Linked DNA regions of Mus musculus: region 1 is linked to region 2. A link is a contact called in public Hi-C data. All regions are on one chromosome and are shown on one strand. Each heading gives the region's core, a stretch centred on a gene start, on an enhancer-like site or on the middle of the called end of the contact. The rest is flanking DNA. Distances are from core to core; before and after follow the strand shown. Region 1 overlaps 4933406J09Rik (RIKEN cDNA 4933406J09 gene). Region 2 overlaps Etv6 (ets variant 6).

The links. A called contact is a pair of places that touch in the nucleus more often than the background predicts.
Region 1: a contact with region 2 is called in a Hi-C map of cerebral cortex, with 4 times the contacts expected there. The contact joins two enhancer-like sites. A contact is called at or near these places in 1 of 39 promoter capture datasets (liver), 8 of 484 Hi-C or Micro-C datasets (the Ba/F3 cell line, the HL-1 cell line, Sertoli cells and 5 more), 1 of 115 datasets of contacts at active chromatin or transcription factors (CD8 T cells) and 4 of 9 other capture datasets (adipose tissue, liver, macrophages and 1 more).

Annotation. Positions count from the first base shown.
Region 1 is chr6:134,386,377-134,390,819 of GRCm38.p6, reverse strand. The region is part of intron 3 of 4933406J09Rik (RIKEN cDNA 4933406J09 gene); the gene reads left to right. Among named protein-coding and RNA genes, the nearest start is that of Bcl2l14, 7.7 kb to the left of the region's middle. Within about 2 kb of position 1,954, at least 19 of the 459 cell types and tissues checked have an H3K27ac peak or open chromatin away from gene starts, as enhancers often do. A contact at or near this core is called in cerebral cortex and cortical neurons, where this site is marked.
Region 2 is chr6:134,217,821-134,221,891 of GRCm38.p6, reverse strand. All of the region lies in intron 2 of Etv6 (ets variant 6), which reads right to left. Gm38908 (a long non-coding RNA gene) reads left to right here. Exons shown (of 3, transcript XR_869493.3): 2 at 1,482-1,692; 3 at 2,171-4,071. Among named protein-coding and RNA genes, the nearest start is that of Gm38908, 3.0 kb to the left of the region's middle. Within about 2 kb of position 2,416, at least 30 of the 459 cell types and tissues checked have an H3K27ac peak or open chromatin away from gene starts, as enhancers often do. A contact at or near this core is called in cerebral cortex and cortical neurons, where this site is marked.

The DNA.
Region 1 (4,443 bases), core at 705-3,204, 170 kb before region 2:
CAACCCTCCCTCCCTCCCTTGAGACCCTGTTGGCTGACTGAGCTGGCTTGATCACTTCAACTATTAAACACATTTTAGGAATTCAAGCAGAGAAGGCGCCTCCACTCCACCCACTCTCAGTTTTGCTCCCCCCGCCCCCATACCAATTTTCTTGCTTCATAATCTTCCAAGGTTTTCTGTCTTCCTCTCCCATAAAGAAGTTTGGCCATTCTTTTTTTTTAGACAGGGTTTCTCTGTGTAGCCCTGGCTGTCCTGGAACTCACTTTGTAGACCAGGCTGGCCTTGAACTCAGAAATCCGCCTGCCTCTGCCTCCCGAGTGCTGGGATTAAAGGCGTGCGCTACCATGGCCAGCTTAAGTTTGGCCATTCTTATAGGGATGTCTTGCTGGAGAAAGCTTCTCTTCATCTTCCTTCATCTGACACTCTTATGATTTCATCTTAATTCAGGAAGGACTGTTTTTGTTGGATACTGGCCTTTCTGACTTGTCTGACATTTGTAAATTTGGTTGTGAAGCAGAACTCACAAAGTTCCTGCTTTAGAGATGAATATTGACAGGTGACACATTTTGAAAACGTGGGATTTATGAGGACAGTAGAGCAGGATTGTTAATAAGCCCGCAACACCAAGGTCCAGAAAGCCACCCACCCAAGGTCACGGTGGACATCAAGGACAGAACTCACTTTCCAGACTGCTCAGTCAGCAACAGTGTGTCCTGGCAGGCACGGCAGCTGCTCACCACCACTGTGTTTCATGGCTATGGAACCCAGAATGATAGTCAAGGGCACCCTAAGGACCCGAGGACTCATGGTGAGGGAAGGGGCACCATCCATCGTGTCTTACAGCGCAGAAAGTTCTTTCGTGCTGCCATTTGTCAGTTACAGAACCTTGGATTCAGAAGATGTTAAATACTTGTTGATTTGAACAAAGCACTATGGCTTGCTTATATATTTGTGCTTTGTGCTTGTGAAAAGACAAGGATTTTTCTTTGTGAAAAGGAGATTTTTTTTTCCAGTCGCCATCTCAAAGTGGCTGAGTTCGCAGGAGACAGACCACACGGGAGAAAGAATCTATCTGTACCTGTCTGGAGCCTTTCATAAACACAGGACAAGGAAGGAAACGGTGCCGTTCAATTGTGGCCACCAGGTGGCGCTACACACACGCTGTCGAGTCCAATTTTCTAGTCCTTGAGGATTTTTTTATTTACCAAAAGCAGGTGTGTGTGTGTGTTTGTGTGTGTGTGTTTGTGTGTGTGTGTGTGTGTGTGTGTGTGTGTGTGTGTGTTTAAAAACTCCACAGGTCCTGAACGTCTGTGCAGAATAGTAGAGATGAATGTAAGTGGGAAACTCCCAAAGAACTTTAGCTATCTAGTTGTGTAGCAGATAATCCTCTAATAAGTGGAGAGAATCAGGAGTCTGGCACAAGAAAGCGCTGGCATTCTAGGCTCACACTCCTCCAGGACTTGGGCTCCAGGGTTGGCAGGTCACTTGTGTGGACCCTGTTTCTACTTTACATCTTTGGGAGAATGGCGATTTCCACTTTTACTTAGGAAGCCTTTTCCTTCTAAACTTGTTTCATTTATTGAATTTTTTTTCCCCTTCCAGGACAGCCTGGAGGTTTCGAAGGAGGGATTAGACAAGGCCATGTCCGGTAGTTCCTTTTGGGGAGAGCTCTGGAACACCTAGTCTTATCCATCCCTCTGAAGGAAACTTGTGTAGGCACATCCGTGCTTCTCCGCATCCTGAATCTCCTGGTCTATTTAGCAAATTTGCTCTGAGGAGGAGAAAACCCAAACCCCACGCTTCCATCCCCAGAGCCCTTTCTTGGTACCACAAGAAACAAGTGAGTGTTGGCTCTCTGCCACTTTGATTGTAAGCCAGGGACCACTGCACCCGGATGCCCAGCAGTGATGACTGCTGAGGTTGCCAGCCCTGGGTACGCATTAGTGGCTGGGCCCGACTCCCGAAGTTTCTGCTGCGGATGCCGCTGGCCTGGAGACCAAACTTTGATGATCGCAGGGCAGAGAGCTGGTGGGGGAGAATCTGCAGCCAGAAAGAGCTGATGGTAGCGGCTTCGCTGAGCTTTTTCTCCGGGGGGGGGGGGTTGTTGTTCATTCAAGGATCGCAAATCACTGCGGAGTGCCTGTCCTCCGAGAGTACTGTACAGCGTTCTTTCTAGACCAGTGCCTCCGGACTTAGCATTGCAGTGGGATGAATACGAGCTGACTCTGGCTTCCCGGAGAGCCTGGTTTAATGGTTTCAGAGTGTAGTCTGGGCATTGGTAGCCTTAGAAGCTCCCTTAGTGGGTACACCTGAAATTCCGGTCCTCGGGAGCTGGAGGCAGCAGGATGGTAAATATAAGCCTGGTCTGGACGATATAGGGAAAGACCGTGTCACAAGCAAACAAGGCCGTTAGGTGAGCCTGGGCTGAAAATTACAGTTCTAACTCGTACTGTCCGTGCACTCTTCCATTTGTTGTTTGCTTATTGCCTATTGTCTTGAACTTTAAACTATTGACCCTCCCACCTGCATCTTCTGAGTGCACATGGCTCACAGGTGTGCACCGCCGTGTCCAGTTTATGCCGTGTTGGGGATGAAGCCCAAGGGTTTGTGGGTGCCTGTCAAACATCCCACCAACTCCAGCCCCAGCCCCCTTTCTCACATTTATTATATCTGAAATCTCACTGGGAACCCAGGTTTAACTTTCAAGATCTAGTTCAAATATTCCCTCCTGAGAGACTTGCCTCCCTCCCACTCCTCGCCATTAATTGCTGCCTTTTCTGTCTCTAGAAGTATTTTGGACACACTTGACTTATCACCTCTTTTTCACTGGATTGCAGTTATTGACATCCATACCTTCGCTTAGCAGTCAATGGTCCACCTCTCAGGGGTTTTAGTAATTTGTGACAGGATAAATCCGGTATGGGGGGCATGCAGTTAAGCATGCGTGGGACTCTGGCTAAGGCTGTTTATTCACCGTAGTTCTGCACAGCAGTTTGAGTGGGTACCCAGTGTACCAGACTCCAGCGGGTACTGGAGAACACAAGGGAGAATTTATCCTGGAGGTGGGTTCTTGTTCAAAACCACCCTGGGAGCCACTCTCAGAGAGACAGGCTTGGCTGCAAGAGCCCAGGCACCCACTACAGTCAGGATTATGTACACACCGTTGCTTGTCTTTCAAGAACCAGTTTTTGTCTCTCGCTCCAGCCATATCCATGCTTGGATTGTCGTTGGTTGCCTGCACACACATCGCCATTGCTGAGTCACATCTTGCTCTTCCCCCACAGTGCCCTCCTCGCTCTTGCTTGGCTGGCTAAAAGCCATGGCCTATGTAGTAGCTTCCTGGGCCTCCAAGGCTGAGCGCCGTCTCTTCATATTCTTTTAACAATTTACGCGTACAGTGTAACTCTCTCCAAAAGTTTATGTGTTGAAACCCCACAGATTTATGCTGATGGGGTTTTGAGGTAAGTCCTCAGTGCTAATTAGGAGTAGGTGACATCCTAGGGGACTGGAACCCTGACAGTGGGATTAGTGACTTTGTAGGAAGAGATGGTGTCTATGTTTACCACATGGCAGTCTTTATGGTGTCGCAGGGCAGTAGGTATGCATTACGCACATTCAGCATCCGATACGGTATTTGATATTACGAAGCATCCTTACTTACTAGACGGTGTCACTCTCTTTGACTACCCAGTCTGTGTGGCCATGCACCAAATCAACTTCTATCTCTTATAAATTACCGGATCTCAGGTATTTTGTTATAGAAATCAAAAACAGGTTGAGACAGAATCTATCAGAAGGTATAAATACCTTATCCTTATTTTATGTAAGCCTTGCACACATTTGATGCTTCATAAGTGTTGAGCTGAGATGTTTACACACTCATTCTCATTTTCCCTAACATTCACATACAAGACACATGCCCACAGTTCACATCTCTGGTGTCACACTTACCTCTCTCTTGACACATGCTGATTCGTCACCCATATGGTTATGGCTTAAGACTGGTGGGACGCATTTTCCTGGGGGTAGTCAGAACCTGAATGGGAGGGAGACAGAGTTAGAGACACTCCCACCTACCACCTGGGTGCTAATGTGGCTAGGTCTAAGTAGAGGGGTGTGGACCTACTATAGTCTAGGCCAGTGGTAGGTGCTTTTAAAATTATGCCTTGGCTTCTCACAGCATTCTTGTCATTAGATGTTGTATCCTTATGCTGTGATTGGCTTAAAAAAGTGATTTGTTGTGTGGATATAAGGAGCAAAGCCACGCTACTTTCTCATTGCTTTCCATGTCTCTTTCTGCTGTTGGAGCTGTGTGTATCTTGAAGGTGTGTGCTTGGTCTTAGTAATGGTTTTACGCTCTATTTTATTTGAAGTATATGTGTGTTTTGTCTGTGCATCATGCAGATTCCTTTACTTCTGACTTATCTGATCTTAAGTATTTTA
Region 2 (4,071 bases), core at 1,167-3,666:
GGTTTGTCAATAAGTTAGCAAATACTTTTAAAAGTCCTTTATAGTATGCTCAGTATTGTTATAAGTTGTTGCACGTAGCTATGAGCAAAAGCTCTTTGGGAGGAGGGCAGTCTTTGATGATTATTTACAACTTGAATCCTGACAGGGAGTCTGTCAGGTTTTATCCTCGGAAGTCACAGAATCAAGAGTTCAGAGAGAGAGCTCCGTGAGACCAGTGTTTGCACACTGGGGCTTCAGTCTCTGCAGGTGAACTACTTGAACTTTGGAGGATATGTGGTACATGTCTTTCAAATGTGCTCTTCAGCTCAATTCTGGAAGAAACTGCTTTTTGAACTATATGATCACCAGGATAGGCTGCTGAGAGGGGGGAAACGATTGGCTCAGATCCCAGGGAGACCACGCCAGGCTGTGAACATGATTGCAGAGCCTTCTAACAGGCTCTAGTGCAGAAAACGGTTTTGAAGAGCCGAAGTCAGTTTCTTCTAAGTCCAAGGAAGATTCCTCACAGCCAGTTAATTGGCTGGGCCAGGTAGATAACACAGCTACTTCGACAATAATGCAAGGTAATGCATGGGCCTCCTGGGCTACGTAGTGAGTTCCAGGCCAGCCTGGCAACCTAGTGAGATGCCATCTCAAGTCAAATGAGGCCTGATGATATTGCTCAGTGGTAGCATACGTGAGGTCCCAAGTTCAACCTCACTTCCATGAAACCAAAACCAACCAAGCCAATTCAAACCCTAAGCATTTGAGTGTGTTTTCCTGTTTTACATCTAATGGCAATGTCTTTTTCATACATAATCAAACAAGTGACTGTAGTATGTGACCACTTTATAACCTTTAGAAGGGAACTGGACCACTAAAGGATTTGAGGTTCTATGTTTGGGTTGTTACTGGCAATGCCCATTCAAAATGGTTTATGGACACAGAAAGTGCCTGCCTGTTCCTAGTGGAGTGTGAATGGTGGCAGGCTATCCTGGGAAGACCTTCGGCTATTTCCTACTCTCAACAGTGTCCACTTGGACAAGAACAGCATACCAAATTGTGATTTAAGATGTTACTGGGTAAGTGGGAGGATGATTCTATCAAGGATGGGTAGAGGTTCCAATCCGGCTGGCCACAGGAAAGCACCTAGTGGCCAGAGGGCTTGAGCAGAGAGCTTCTGGGTAACGCAGGGAAGTAAGTGGATGGGGCCAGCTTGCTGAGGTGTCAAAGTAAATACAGAACTGAAGCCTGCCTAAGAGGGGAAACGAAAGTTAGAAAGTTAAATGCTGACGTTTCTACCGAGGACAAACTAAAGCAGAGAGGTGGGTGACAAGGGGGCGGGGGACACAAACAGTAATTTGAGGTTCTTTATGTTCGATGGAAGAAAACCGTCATGAGTAATCTTTTCCCTAAATACAAGAAGAGTCACACACTCCCAACAACACTGCTGGGTAAGAATAACAGTTTCTCTTCTCACTTCCCATTAATCTCTCCCACAGCTCAGCCTTGAAGCAACCAAGGCCACAGCACCGTGGAAACCCCCTTACCAGGAGCCCACAAGGAGGCTCCCGGCACGTGTACAGCTGGGCGGCAGGTTACAGAGAGCACTTGGCAGCTAACCAACAGTGACCCTGACGCTGCAAGCTACCTGCTCCAGGACACTCAGTAAATCGATCAGCTTGACTGCACTTCCATTAGCCTATGGAGAAGGTGGGCAGCTCACTGAGCCAGAGAGAGGCTGGCTACATTGCGGGTGCTGCATGTCAAATCCCTCAGCTATTTCTTTTTTAATTCAACGGTGTAAAAGGGCTGGGACATAGCATATGCTTTGGAATTCTAACTGAGAAAAAAAGAGCCTACTTCCTTCAAGGGCCCTAAAGCCCCTATGTTGAGGAATGGAACAGAGCAGGTACCTGGAGGTAACGCTGAGGTGATGGAGATAATTTAATTGACTAAACAGTCATTTATGAAGCACTTCTCTGCACTTAGTGCTGTTCAGAGCATTTCAGAAGCATCAGTTCATTTAACTGCATGCTCGTATAACATTTGAGATGGAAGTGCACGTTAGAAGATGGAGGAGACCTGATGCGTCCCAGGGAAGTACCCCACACTTGTACGGTGAGAGCAACAAGTAGAGCTGAGATCTGAATCCAGGCAATCCGATGCCAGATTCTGTTTTCTTACCCAGGCACTTTCCATCCACACTCAGAATTAAGACTGGCTTTCAAAAAGACGGAGGAAACCAACTCCTTCCCACCCAACACTGAGATCCTTGGCCCAGGCAAGTTATCAGCAGATTGAAGATAGGAAAAAAAATCTGCAGATCTCAGGGAGACAGATTTATGGCTAGGAAGAGGAGGGAGGGGCAGGTGGAACGATACTTTGCATGTGTCTGGGAAGAAAGCGCTGCTTTCACAGGCTGCTCAGCGACACTTGCTCTTGACTCTCTGCCCAACTCCCAGCTGTGGGTGGGTCCAAGGCTGCTGAGAGGGGAGGGATGTGTAGGATTTGTTTCGTTGTCAGTTCTGGCAATTTGACTCAACAAAGAAAGAATATATATGTTAATGATTAGGAAGAAGAGAAGGATGGGAAGAGAGGAAGGGAGAGAGGGGGAGATGGGAGGGAGACAGAGAGAGCTCCTTATGATATTATTAGCCTCTGTGTGCCAATGTGTCATGAGAACCATTTAACTATGACCAGCGTTCATCACGGTGAGAATTTTGTATGGAGGAACTGAATTGCTATGAATGAGAAAATCACTAAGACCCCCACTCCCTTCTTTCCTCAGAGGCGAGATCAAGTTCATGGGCTCACACATAACCTTCAGTGATACATCCAGACTCTTAAATTCTCATAATTTCTTCAATTCCACGTTCAAATTGGCCACCACATTCATCAGGTCATCCTAACCTCATGCCCAACTTTCTGAGTTATGCATAAACTAATGAGAAAGCTGACCAGGAGTCAGGGGCCGGGATTTCCTTCCTACATAAGCTGCTAATGAGCGTGGGATTCTAGGCAACCCACTTCATTTCTCTGTTGCTCAATGGCTCCATCTGTAAAATATGGGGCTGAAGAGTATGTGATCAACAAGTTCCTGCATGGCTTAACATAGCCAGCACGCACTACTGAATTTGAACCTCAACTACCAAACAATACAGACAGCCAGGATGCTATTTCTTTTGCTATAAAACTACTCCACACTCGTGATCAAGATCTTAAGATTCTGTAGCTTTTCGAAGGCTCTTCTGAGTCATGGAAGGGAGATTAGTGTTATGTTCTAATTCTTTGCAAAGTTGTCAGCCAGCCATGGCAATGCTAAACCTAACAGCTTGCCCCTTTAAAAAAGCCCTTAACTGCTTTTTGTGTGTCTCCTAACTCACAGGAGCCCTGCAGTTGGCTGGGTTCTCATTTCAGTTTAATTGAAATTGAATGATCTGAGTTGGTAGACATTGTTTGAGCATTATTATGCTCAAGTTCCTTTAATTTGTGCGTGTGTGTGTGTGTGTGTGTGTGTGTGTGTGTGTGTGGTGTTTGCACTGGAACTCATACAAATTCAAGTGTTCTATTACTGAGCCAAACCCTAACTCCCAACTCAAGGCTTCTCAACACTTTAGCCATTGGTGAAAATATCCTTCCATGTTAAACTCTTCATATTTACAAGAACTTGCTCTGGACCCCATGCACTGGAAGGCAGAGTCCAGAATGTGAGAGGCAGACGCCACAGCAATGCTCTGATTCAACCCTGGTCCCCATAACTTATTAGGAAACCAAGGCCTGGAAAAGCTAAGCCATACCACGCCTGGTCAACCTACACCAGAGATCCATGTGACCTCATCTCCTGACTCAATGACAGCAACTTTATGACCCTTGACCCAGTCATGTCTAGTGACTAGTTCCTTGATTGCTTGGCTATCCTGCCTTAAAACAAGCAGCCCGTATCTACAGTTTGCAGATCTCTCCGCATCTCTGTCCCGTACTATCTGTACTATCTGACAACACAGGAGCATGACTCAAGTTTTCCCCTGCCAGGGCAATGAGGCGGACAGGCAGTGAACACTTAAATCAAACCAAATCACAATGATGACT